2 separate regions of the Sus scrofa genome follow, and region 2 is linked to region 1. The links are chromatin contacts, called in public HiChIP or PLAC-seq maps. All regions are on one chromosome and are shown on one strand. Each heading gives the region's core, a stretch centred on a gene start, on an enhancer-like site or on the middle of the called end of the contact. The rest is flanking DNA. Distances are from core to core; before and after follow the strand shown. Region 1 holds the start of PALMD (palmdelphin). Region 2 has its middle 40 kb from the start of PALMD.

The links. HiChIP or PLAC-seq counts read pairs in DNA pulled down with a chosen protein or histone mark.
Region 2: a contact with region 1 is called in an H3K27ac HiChIP or PLAC-seq map of skeletal muscle. The contact joins the enhancer-like site here to the promoter of PALMD in region 1. A contact is called at or near these places in 1 of 5 promoter capture datasets (liver), 7 of 47 Hi-C or Micro-C datasets (heart right ventricle, liver, retroperitoneal adipose tissue and 2 more) and 1 of 2 datasets of contacts at active chromatin or transcription factors (skeletal muscle).

The regions. Positions count from the first base shown.
Region 1 is chr4:118,424,622-118,430,308 of Sscrofa11.1, forward strand. PALMD (palmdelphin) reads right to left here and starts at 3,179. Exons shown (of 9, transcript NM_001038645.2): 1 at 3,101-3,179. The coding sequence starts at 3,145.
Region 2 is chr4:118,464,606-118,470,292 of Sscrofa11.1, forward strand. No RefSeq gene overlaps it. Among named protein-coding and RNA genes, the nearest start is that of PALMD, 40 kb to the left of the region's middle. Within about 2 kb of position 2,221, at least 1 of the 83 cell types and tissues checked has an H3K27ac peak or open chromatin away from gene starts, as enhancers often do. A contact at or near this core is called in skeletal muscle, where this site is marked.

The DNA.
Region 1 (5,687 bases), core at 1,929-4,428:
CACTGAGCAAGGCCAGGGATCGAACCCACATCTTCATGGATACTAATTGGATTCATTTCTGCTGTGCCACAATGGGAACTCCGCAACAGAGTATTTTTTTAATTAAAGAATGCATATTGTTTTTTTAGATATAATGCTACTACATTAGGTTATGTAGTGTAACCATAACTTTTTTCTGCACTGGGAAAGCAAAACATTCGTGTGACTCACTCTATTGTGATATTTGCTTTATTGCCATGGTCAGGAACCAGACCTGAATATCTCCAAGGTATGCCTGTACATGGATAAAGTAATGAAGAAGAAACACGAGAGGAGCTGTGCGAAATAGAATCCATACTTGCTATACTGAAATCAAAGTACCTTCTTTTAACCAATTGTTTCCATGTACTCTCATAATTTTGTCCTTATTCTCTTGAAGTCTTTGAGAAGACTTCTGACTCATCTAAAATTCAATTTATTGATATGAGAAATCAATGGCACCATCACAGTAATTTAGTTTTCAATTCAAGAGCCTAGTGCCATATTCCATCTACTTACTGTGTTTAATCTGATTTTTTCAAAAAAGGGACCAGAAGACGGGCACTTGATTCTGTCGAGTGCTAGGCATATACATTTTTTTTTTAAATTCCTTACAGTGGAAGTAACGACTTTTTGGACATTCGAAACCATATGGAATAAATACAGCAGTGAAGATGATTTCATTTCACAGCCAGGAACTGGAGGAACAAAATTTAATGTAGAAATCCAATAGATCTTAGAATGTAAAAAGTTTTTTTTTTTTTTTTCCCCCAATAACGTGAAATCTCTGTGTCGTTATGTTTGCTTACCTTGGGCAGTTGCCTTATGATTTTATTCTTGACCTATATAAAGATTGTTTCCGTGTAGGGAAATAGGAGGAAAAGACTTAAAGTGAGAATATCATCTGTGAGTTTCAGTCAAGGTCAGAAATGTTGAGGGTTTTAAGTACTTCCCAAAGTGAAACAATTCCTGAAGCTCTCTCGACACAACGTGCTTTCGTTTTCCCAGGAGAAGGGGAACAGCTGAGGGGGCTTCCTGGGTAGGGCAAGGGTGGAGAAAGCTGGCATTTCCCTGGGGGTCAGGGGCGGAGAGGAGTGGATGTGTTGTTTCCATGGACACACCGCTGCTCCATTTTTCCCCTTTAGGTCGTGACAAATGTGACTGGATTTAATCTGGGAGGTGTAGGTTAGTGGACATTTGTTCCCATGAACTTTTCTCCATTTTGTCTCTACCATCTTAATACACATATCTTACTTCCAACATAGAACTGCTTTGTGGTCTTACTTTGGAGATGTGCTGAATTCTTTCTAATGGACTATGTTTAGGCCAAGGAAGTAATCCAAAGAATAGTAGTTGTTGTTATTTAAAATATCCAAAGCACATGCCAGTATATTTAGGAACCTGGTTACCCACTGGGCGGCCTGTAAGGCTTTGTGACTCTTGTTCTAGCTCTGTTTGCCTTTGGAACCTTCAATGAAAATTCCTAACTTTCCTGAGTAACTGGATGCAGTCATACCTCTGGAACATGTACGGCTTCAGTACGAGTTGTAAGGTGCACCCAGGGTGGGAAGGGCTAAAACAAGGGTGTGCTATGCTTCAAAAAGGAAAATGTGGCACAAGGGGCTCCTTGTGAATTTCACTGGATACATGATTTAATTTGGTTAATTAGGAGGTAGAAGCGTCAGGAAAAGCGGAGCTTGAGCCCACACTCACACAATCTAATAAAGTAACCTTTAGAACAACAGCTGTAATGTAAGGGACCCAAGCCAAAAACAACAGAGCAGGGCCCAGTTCCTGTCCCTTAAAGCAGGACAGCTGAAGCGGTGGCTGAGTTTAACAACAAAAGAGAACAAAGCAAAACAAACAATAATCCAAACCAAGGTTTTCTGAAGAAGGGAAAATGTACTAATTAGAAGTTAGACATTTCCAAAGCACTGTCTTATGGAAGAGTGCCAACTTTATCTGTGGACTTTTGGTTCCTAACCACTGGCTGAGAAAAGGTTTCAGCTTACTGAGTCCTTTCTGGGAGACATTGATGGTGTCCATTAAAAAAAAAAAAATTCAAAATTGAGCTTAGCTTAATAATAACTTATGCTCTGGGAATTTGAAGAACAAAGAATAATATTTTTCTACCCACGCTGATTTTGCATCAGTTTTTAAAAAGTACTCTTGACAGCTAAGTCAGTGGCAAAAAAATGCTGAAAAACAGGGATGTGGATTTCCTAAGTATTTTTTCCTTAAAGAAGTTATAAGTTGTAGCTAATGACAAATGATTGTGCCAGAGATTTTCAGGTTACTGCCAAAGAGAGGATTTTGTAAAATAAAATTAAAAAAAAAAAAAAAAAAAAGCTGGATCATTTAAGGAAAGTAATTCATTTCATACTTTGACTCTTTCCCAGAACAAACATAAAAAATGCACTATTCTCCTTCCCGGTATTAACGAAATATTTTCCAAATCCATTGCATTGCATGCATTGCATTCCTTTATCAGGATCTTATTCAGTTTGTGACTCTGCTGGAAACTGATATCTTAGAATTAATTTGATATGTGCTTTTACCTTCTTTTCTCCTGTTTAACGCTCAGCTTAAGTACAACATTCACTTTTTAATTCTGTTAGGCTTTCTGGAACACGCTACCACAACTACAAATAAAAAGTTTCAGTTGTTTGTTTTATTTCTTTTTCGCTCCCCTTTTTAAAATATTTTAACTTTTTTGGCGCTTTAATTGTTTAAAATGTTTCCAAGTTGGGCATCTGCTTTTTGATCTAACGCTTGTCAAATATAAACTTCAGGAAAGACTGCGTTTTTCAGGTTGACCAAACGGGCATTAAAGCTCCTGATTGCTATTTAAAACATAGGCACCGTTTTTGTGAAAATGAAGAACATTTGCCCTGTACTCAGTTTCGGAAGCCCAAGAGTTACAGAGGGTCACCAGGGTTAAGAGAGCGGCAGACACACGTCCATGAAAGGTGACAGTTCTGTTTTTCCACTTACGGGGCTCCGTGGTGGGGGCAGCTAGCAAACGTGTCTGCCTTTCCTGTAAGCAACCACCTCCATGAGTTATAAGTGTATGCAGACTTACTGTGATGGCCTGGAGTCTCTCCTTCACCAGCTCCGCTTCTTCCATTCTAGAAGTCAAGGACAGGCAGCTAGCGAGGGACGTCCAGAACTACCATACAGCAGGAGCCTCCTTGGGGAGAGGAGTGGAGGTGACAGAGGAGGAGCAGGGAGAAATCCGCTCTTGCACCGGGGGAGGAAGCAGAAATCCCCGACTCGGCAGGAGCGTCTCTGAGCAGATGTACAGATCAGGCCAGACAGACACATGTAATGAGGGTGTGTGTGCTGGGGAGGCAGACGCTGCGGCTGCTGGCAAGGGCTGACTGACAAGTTTGAACGGCAGCGGCACAAGCCCTTTTCCTTCAGGAGCTGCCAGCTCTTTGTTGTAATGTGCACAGTTAGCAAGGCACATTTTCTTATTAACTGTTCCTTACCCAATTCCTTCGTTTCTAGGAGGCGCACAGGGAGCCCACTCGCTGAGCGTTTAATCAGCCTCTGCTCTAGCTGCTCACAACTATCTCTGCGTGTGTGGGTCTGTGTGTTTGTCCAGGGTTGTTCACATGCTGTCTCCTCCAGGTGCAAAGACAGAGTCTTACCTGGACTGGGCGAGTCACTTGCTCACCTTTCCTCCTTTGATTGCTTTTTGAAAATAATACAAACTTCTAATTCTTAGAATTTAATGTAGTGGTAAATTTACATCAGGCCGTCCTTGCCTCTCCCTCCCCCTCCCCTTCAGCAGTTTATTCTAAGCTCTGGAGTCCTTAGGTCATGGAGACATCTAAGGCATTAATGGAACTCTGGTAAGAACTTGGTTCCCTGGCCGTGTTCAGTGTGGTTTAAACGTCAGGTGCCACCCTCTGTTATTTCTCGTCCTGGGTTTTTATAGAATGCAGTTCTTTCTTGGACCTTTCTCAGCAATGACACTCAGGAAGGTGCCCACTTTGACCTCCCCAGTTATGCAAGAGAGAAGAGTGAGCCTTTGAAAGTGTGATGAGACGTTCTGGAGCTCATGAGTCCCACACCTCCTGAGTATTCCCTGGCCCTTTAGAAAAAGGAAGTCAAGCCCAGTTGAATTCTTCGGTCAAAGCAGAGGCTGGGAAGCTTTATGGCCGACTTTGTCTATTTTCTTTCCCCTGCCATTTCTTGGATGAAATTTTGATGTCATAAATCCTAATTACCATCTACCTCATCGTATATGTTTGGATGCTATCAAGGACCTTCATATCAACATTCAGTTGAAGAGGTTAAAAGGACAACCCAAGCCTTGAACAGGTGGTCTAATTTCCTTTGCATAATGGGTATCAGTCCTAAAAATAGCTCGTATTCGTTAGTTTTGTCTATAGGCACATGCTTTGCATCTGATTTATCTTTCAAGGTGCTGGTAGATAGGTGCTATTAGCCCAATTTAAAAAATGAGGAAACTGAGGCTCAGAGAAGTAATTTGCCACATGGCAAATAAGTAGCAAAGCCAGGGTCGCAACCTGGACTGCCTGACTTTCTAATAGTCGTTCCTCAGTTCTGCCTAAGAAACAGGGCAGGGCAAAACAGGCTGAAGGGTACATCGGTCTTTATGAGAAAGAGTTGGGTCTCCTGCTTTCTCCTCTGTTTAGCTCCTAGAACACTCACAGCTGACGTAAACCCCTTCCTTGGAATCTGTCGGGTATTAACTCTGGGCACCCTTAGTGGCCCTAGAAAACATGAGAAGATATCTCCCCATACTGTCATTTAAAGCCACCCCACTGTAGAACCCTAAAGGGACACCCACCATTTCAAGAGTCTGAAGTCATACCTGAGAGTAATTTGTCTTTACTCATACATCCTCAAAAGGCATGAGGGAGACTAGAGAACAGGAGAATTGGCCCCTATGAGCCAAGTTTGGTTGCTGTTGAATGGATATTTTTTTGCCTAAAATAATCAAACCTCAAAAGTGTTCGATTTTGTTGATCTGCAGATCCTGGCCGAAATTAAGGCCAAGAGGGTGGTCATGATAAATACCTCACTCAGAATTGCACATGTGCTGCTCAGAACAGACGGCAGTCATCTGATTACTAATCTGGATCTTTTCCTAAAAACAATTTCTCTCTCAACTCTCATTTCAGCTGTGGGAGAGCTCAAGTGTTTTCTAGGTTAAGGGGAGGACTAGATTAAATGAGAGAATCGGGGAACGTAGGCGGGAGCAGAATTGTGACCATTGATTGGGATCATCACGCATTCATTTATTTAGTTGGCCGAGTGCTCATATTTTAAAGCACTCAGTCTATTCTGCATTTATTTGTTGAGCACCTATGATGTGTTAGATATTGTGCTTAGCTATTTGAGATATGTGGATAAACAAAATTCCTGCTCTGCTGGAACTTAGATTCTAGTAGGCAGTAAAAATAAATATAATAAACGAGAAAAAATAGGAGGCGAGAAGATGATTATGTTAGTGTGAGTCTCTTTGAGAAACACGTGCCAAGATGGATTAAATGTGTTTGATTTTATTAGGAGAATGACAATGTAAGAGAAAAGGGGGAAGTAGGCTGAAATGGCTGGAGCTGGGACGGTCTGGGAGAGTGCTCAGGCCATGGTGCAGATCTGACTGGAGTGAAGGTGAGAGGGAGAGAAAGCTG
Region 2 (5,687 bases), core at 971-3,470, 39 kb after region 1:
AAAACGGGAGGGAGAAAAAATATTCCCAGCAGAACTCCAAATAATTAATATAAGTTACTTCCCTCACTTCCCCCGTTTTTGAATATGTTGGGTAGAGTAGGAAATGGGAAAAATAGTAACTGTATTGTGGAGAAACCTGGAAAATACTGTCTTAACCACATGACCAAGGTTAACGTCATCAGTATTGTCATGTGCATGTCATGATGACATGTCATGTGCATGTTGTATCCTTGATATGACATAACGAGAAGGGTGCTTCACCTCTGTAGCTTTCTTTCCAAAATCCCATAACCTCAGACGAATCATGAGAAAAACACTGGAAAAAACCAATTCTAAGGATGCTCTACAAAACACATAAAGAGTACTCCTTAAAACTCTTGAGGTCGGAGTTCCCGTTGTGGCACAGTAGAAACAAATCCAACTAGTTAACCAGGAGGTTGCAGGTTGGATCTCTGGCCTTGCTTAGTGGGCTGAGGATCCGGTGTTGCTGTGAGCTGTGGTGTAGGGCACAGATGTAGCTCGGATCCAGTGCTGCTGTGGCTGTGACGTAGGCTGGCAGCTGTAGCTCCGATTGGACCCCTATCCTGGAAACTTCCATATGTTGTGGGTGTGGCCCTCAAAAGCAAAAAAACAAAACCAGCAAAAACACAACTCTCAAGGTCATGATCAATAAAGACAGACTGTGAAACTGTCACAGACCAGAAGATACTAATATGGCTTGATGACTACATAGCATGTGATAACCTGTATCAGGTTCTGGAATAGAGAAAGAACATTAATGAGAAAATTTATTGAAATCTGAAAAAAGTCTGGGTTTGCTTCATAATAATGTACTGATGCTGGCTTCTTAGTTTTGAGAAATGTATCATGGTCAGATGATGACATAGGGCAAACTGAAACTGGATATGGCCATGCCAGAACTCTCTACTGTCTTTGAAGCTTTTCTGTTGCAAAAAAATTTTTTTAGAAAGGGTTTATTTAGAAAAATAGCATGATGTTAAGGCAGAACATCCTTAACTTTTCTGTTGCAAAATTATTTTTTTAAAATAGGGTTTATTTAAAAAAAAACAGCCTTGTTGAAAATTTTACTTTATTAGATGGTTATTTAATTAATTTATTCAACAAATAGCTACTGAAACCTACAATCTTTAGACAGTGAAATAACAATGATGAACGAGTCAGGTGTTGTTCCTGTCCTCCCTGAGTTTACAGTTTAGGGTGGATAAAGACAGTGGGCAAGTTCAAATATAATTTGATAGCATTTTGAGAAAGTGCCAAAGACTTAAACAATATTTTTAACTCCTATATTGAAGTTAATTAAGTATGGCATGCTATTTAGATACTGGAACATAGAAAACATATTAGTCCAAAAATAATACTCCTATTGAATATTTTTCATATGGGATAATCCCTAAACTCTGAATGATCTGTCAGGTATTTTAAAAGTTTTTTTTATATAAGATAAATTTAGGGATATTCTTTAGTTAAGTATACTTTGTTCATCAAAGAATTACGCCTTTACCAGGTGGAGAGCTGTTTCTCTTTTTCATATACAAAAGGAACAGTTAGAAGATATATTCTTAGAAATATCATTCAATTTAAAAAAAGTCAGTCAGGTTTGTCAAATATGTGGCATTTCCTTGGCTGTTTATTAAATAAGTAAAGATTTACTTGTTGATCACATGAAAATAAACATCATTATATTTTCTTTTTATCATCAAGATTCCTACTTATTCTGTTTATTTCAAGTAAAAAAATGTATCCCAAAGAAGAAAGATAGTCTTATGGTGAAAAAGGAAAAAAAAACCCACCCTATTTTCCCTTTGGCAGGCAGCATACCTCAAAAAAAAAAAAAAAAAAAAAAAAAGAGAGAGAGAGAGAGAGACATTTTGTTCTCTACTTAAGAAGGCTGAACCTTGAAACACAGCCCTGAAATCACAGACTGTACTCTTGCCAAGCATAGCCAGCCCACCTTAGCTCTCAGAAACCTCAGGAATGGGTATTTTAAAAGGAAATACTTTTTGTGGATTGTGATTTCTCACTGCACAGAAATCCATCTGAGTTTGAAAGATCTTGTGAGGTTAAAGCTAACACCTGTTTGGAAATGCTGAATGACAGAAATCCATGTCTCTTTTGCCGGGATGTAACTTACCAAGGATTTATAGTCCACGGCTGCACCTGTAGGCAGCTTGTCTGAGGGCCCAAACATGTGTGCACTTCAAGCAGAAAGGTTGGAGGGGCGAAGGTGAAACCGTATGCTTGAACATGACACACGCTCCTTTAGCTACAGGCAGAGAAGTTTCAGAACCAGAGGCTGGAATTGAAAGGAGGAATAAGATGCCACAAGGCAGGAGTTTCCAAGAATGCACTGGGGATGGAGGGGGGTGGGGCAGTGGCCAGATTTCCTCTGAAGGAAAAAGAGACAGTAGAAAAGGAATTTCTAGTGAGGTAGGGGAGACAGAAAACCCAAACCCAAACCCAAACCAAAACAAACGAGGCTGCTTTTAGTGGGAAAAAAAAAAAAAAAAAAAAACCCTGTCATATACCAACCTTTTTAAAATTACTCCTTTGCTGAATTATTTTGTTTGTCTCTTTTTTACCTTCCTGTCACTAATTTCTCCCTCCTTGAGTTTATTCTGCAAACTACTTTCTGAACGATCTTCCTAAGACATCTTAGGGATGATATAAGTAAACTTCATGGTCCAAAACGTTCAATGACATATCATTGTCCCAGGAAAAAATCGAAATCAATTTTCATTTTCAAGTCTTTTTTTTTTTTTTTTTTGGTTTTCAAGTCGTTAGATCATTAGCCAAATCACAAAACGTTTCTGTGTATTGTTTTATTCATTTGTAAAAATGACATTGCCTTCTATGAATTTACAGATTATCTCCGTAGCCAAGACCAGATGTATACCTAATTAGGAATTTTTAAAAATGGTTCAAAAGTAGTATTTTGCTATATACTATCTATCTAAACATCAGTATTCTAGTAGTAGTAGTAGTTTTTAACTTAGGGTGAATGTAAATATGGGATATGAATTATTTCTGTTTCCAATGTTACAATGATTTACTACACAAGTGCTTTTAATTTTAGTTTCTTTGGTTGAAACACGCTAAATAAATAAATAAAGTAGCCAAAGCAAAAGAACTCATCACACTTTAACTATTTATTGGGACTTAGACCAATCCTGGAAGTATTAAAAAATGAGAATATTTTTTGGTGTCTGCTATAGATTTTCGGGAGGTTTAGTAAATAATTGGTTTAATTTAATCTCTTAATCTTCAGAAATCTCTTGAGTAAACTCTTCATCTTCTGCTTTCAGTATGGTTAATTATAAAACAATTTGGTGCTAATGAGATTTTTGCTTCCTTACTCTGTTTACCAGCATAACTCCAACATCCTCATATTGATAGGAAATGTGTGGAAACATCATGTCTTTCTTTTCTTTTTAATCTTGATTCTGGAAGTCCTGGTAGAATAGTTAAGGAGGTCTCCTAACAGTCAACAGGGGAAGTCTTTTTTTTTCTCTTTTGGTTTTGATGGTACACAAATGAACTCGTTTCCTCCACTGGGCTGGGAATTCAGAAAAAGGAACTTGGAAATATGAACATTCCTCTTCTTCCTGACTCTTTAAGTTTCATAGAAAACTTTTTCCATTACGTGATTTTCACCGAGCGGCAAATGGAGGTAGGGTTATCCCCGCATGTTTGTTAAGGTAGAAAAAACAACATAGAATCACTGATCACTTAGATAACAAACAAGGTAAACACCGCTGTTTACAGAAATGGTGTAATTCTGAGGCAGAGTTTTTCTTTATTTATTTAGTCTTTCTAGGTCCACACCCATGGCATATGGAGGGTTCTAGGCTAGGGGTCCCATCAGAGCGGTAGCTGCTGGCTTACACCACAGGCACAGCCAACTCCAGATCCCAGCGGTGTCTGCCACCTACAGCACAGCTCCTGGCAAGGCTGGATCCTCCACCAACTGGGTGAGGCCAGGGATCAAACCTGCGTCCTCATGGATGGCAGTCAGATTCGTTCCTGCTGAGCCACAAGAGGAACTCCCTGAGGCAGCGTTTTAAGTTTATCTCAAGCTGCCATTGAAAGAAGGGCGTCGATCTTTACCAGGTGCTTCACACAGTGTCAGGCACCATGGGGAGCATTTTCCCTTACGCTGCCTGTCATTCCTTCTTACTCCAGTTCAGCGGCTGGGTGGTTCTGCAACCCAAATTCTTAGAGATGAGGAAAACTTAGGGAGTTTTAATACCATGTTCAGGGTCACACATCTACTAAATTGCAGGGCTTAGATCTGAAAGCCTTTTGTTTGACGCAAACTGATATAATTTCCACCATACCACACCTCTTCATTGGAGTTTTTATATTTTTCAAAGTCCAGGTTCTTGGCTTATGGGACAAGCCTGGTAATCTTGATCAGTCTTGCAAGAATGAAGGGGCTAAAGAATTACTAATTGTTGGGAGTTCCCATTGTGGTGCATCGGAAACGAATCCGACTAGTATCCATGAGGATACAGGTTCTATCCCTGGCCTCGCTCAGTGGGTTAAGGATCTGGCGTTGCCATGAGCTGTGCTGTAGGTCACAGGTGGGGTTTGGATCCCGCGTTGCTGTGGCTGTGGTGTAGGCCGGCAGTTGTAGCTCTGATTTGACCCCGAGTATGCCACAAGATTTACTCATTGAAAAGTACTCTGGTACTTGTGGAGAACATGTATTAACTGAAAGAAAAAAATCATGATATTTTATAGTTATTTTCTCAGATTATTTTTGGTTCAAACCCTAGATGAAGCTATCCCTACTCCCTGTTTAATAGCATGAATGAATGGAAAATGAACAAGAATTTCCAAGAATTTCCTCACACAGTTAAGTCATCCTTCCTTGCTGCTAACTCCTCTTAAGTGTTTAGGTTCATGGAGACACAAAGATCAGACTGATGTCTTATTAAGTTCTTCTTTGGATAAGAATATGTAAGATTCAAAAGGGAAAGATGCTATAAAACTCTATAAAGACCATCTCTGGGATTTATAGCCCTGCTTTAGAAGAGTACATCCCTTGGATATAAAAAGAAGAAAAAGGAGCATACACAACTATATATGTAATAGGGCTGCAATTTTGTAATGTATAAAACAAAAAATACATCTACATAGAGGAAAGACCTGAAATAAATATGCCCAAATGTGAGCTACTAGTCACCTGTTGGTGAAGAGCTCGTAGGACCATTTCATTAACTTTTTCTTTCTTTTCATTTCCTAGTTTTTAAAAAAGAAACATATATTTCCTCCATAGTCAGAATGCCATGAATTTTCACCCATGTTTTTAAAAGACATGTTCTTTTGAAAGCAGCTCTGATGGAGTGTGAGGGTGAGAATATCCTCAAATGGAAACAATTTTGTTTGTGAGGGAATTCAGCTTTAAAATGGAAGCAAGGTATTTGTCTCTCTGATTCCATGGCAACCAGAGGAAAACTGCAAAGTCCAACAATGGTATAAAAATGTGCCTCAAGAGTGGGTAAGAAGGAGGCAACCTTGGACCTCTTTTTTTTTTTTTTTTTCCACTTCCCCTAGAACAGAAGGCTGCATTGTGTTTTTCTAGCTGACTCTCTTGCTTTCCAGCTAGGCTGCTGTGATAGGAAAGAGCAAACAATAATAATAACCTTTTCCTCGTGAAGTTTCGA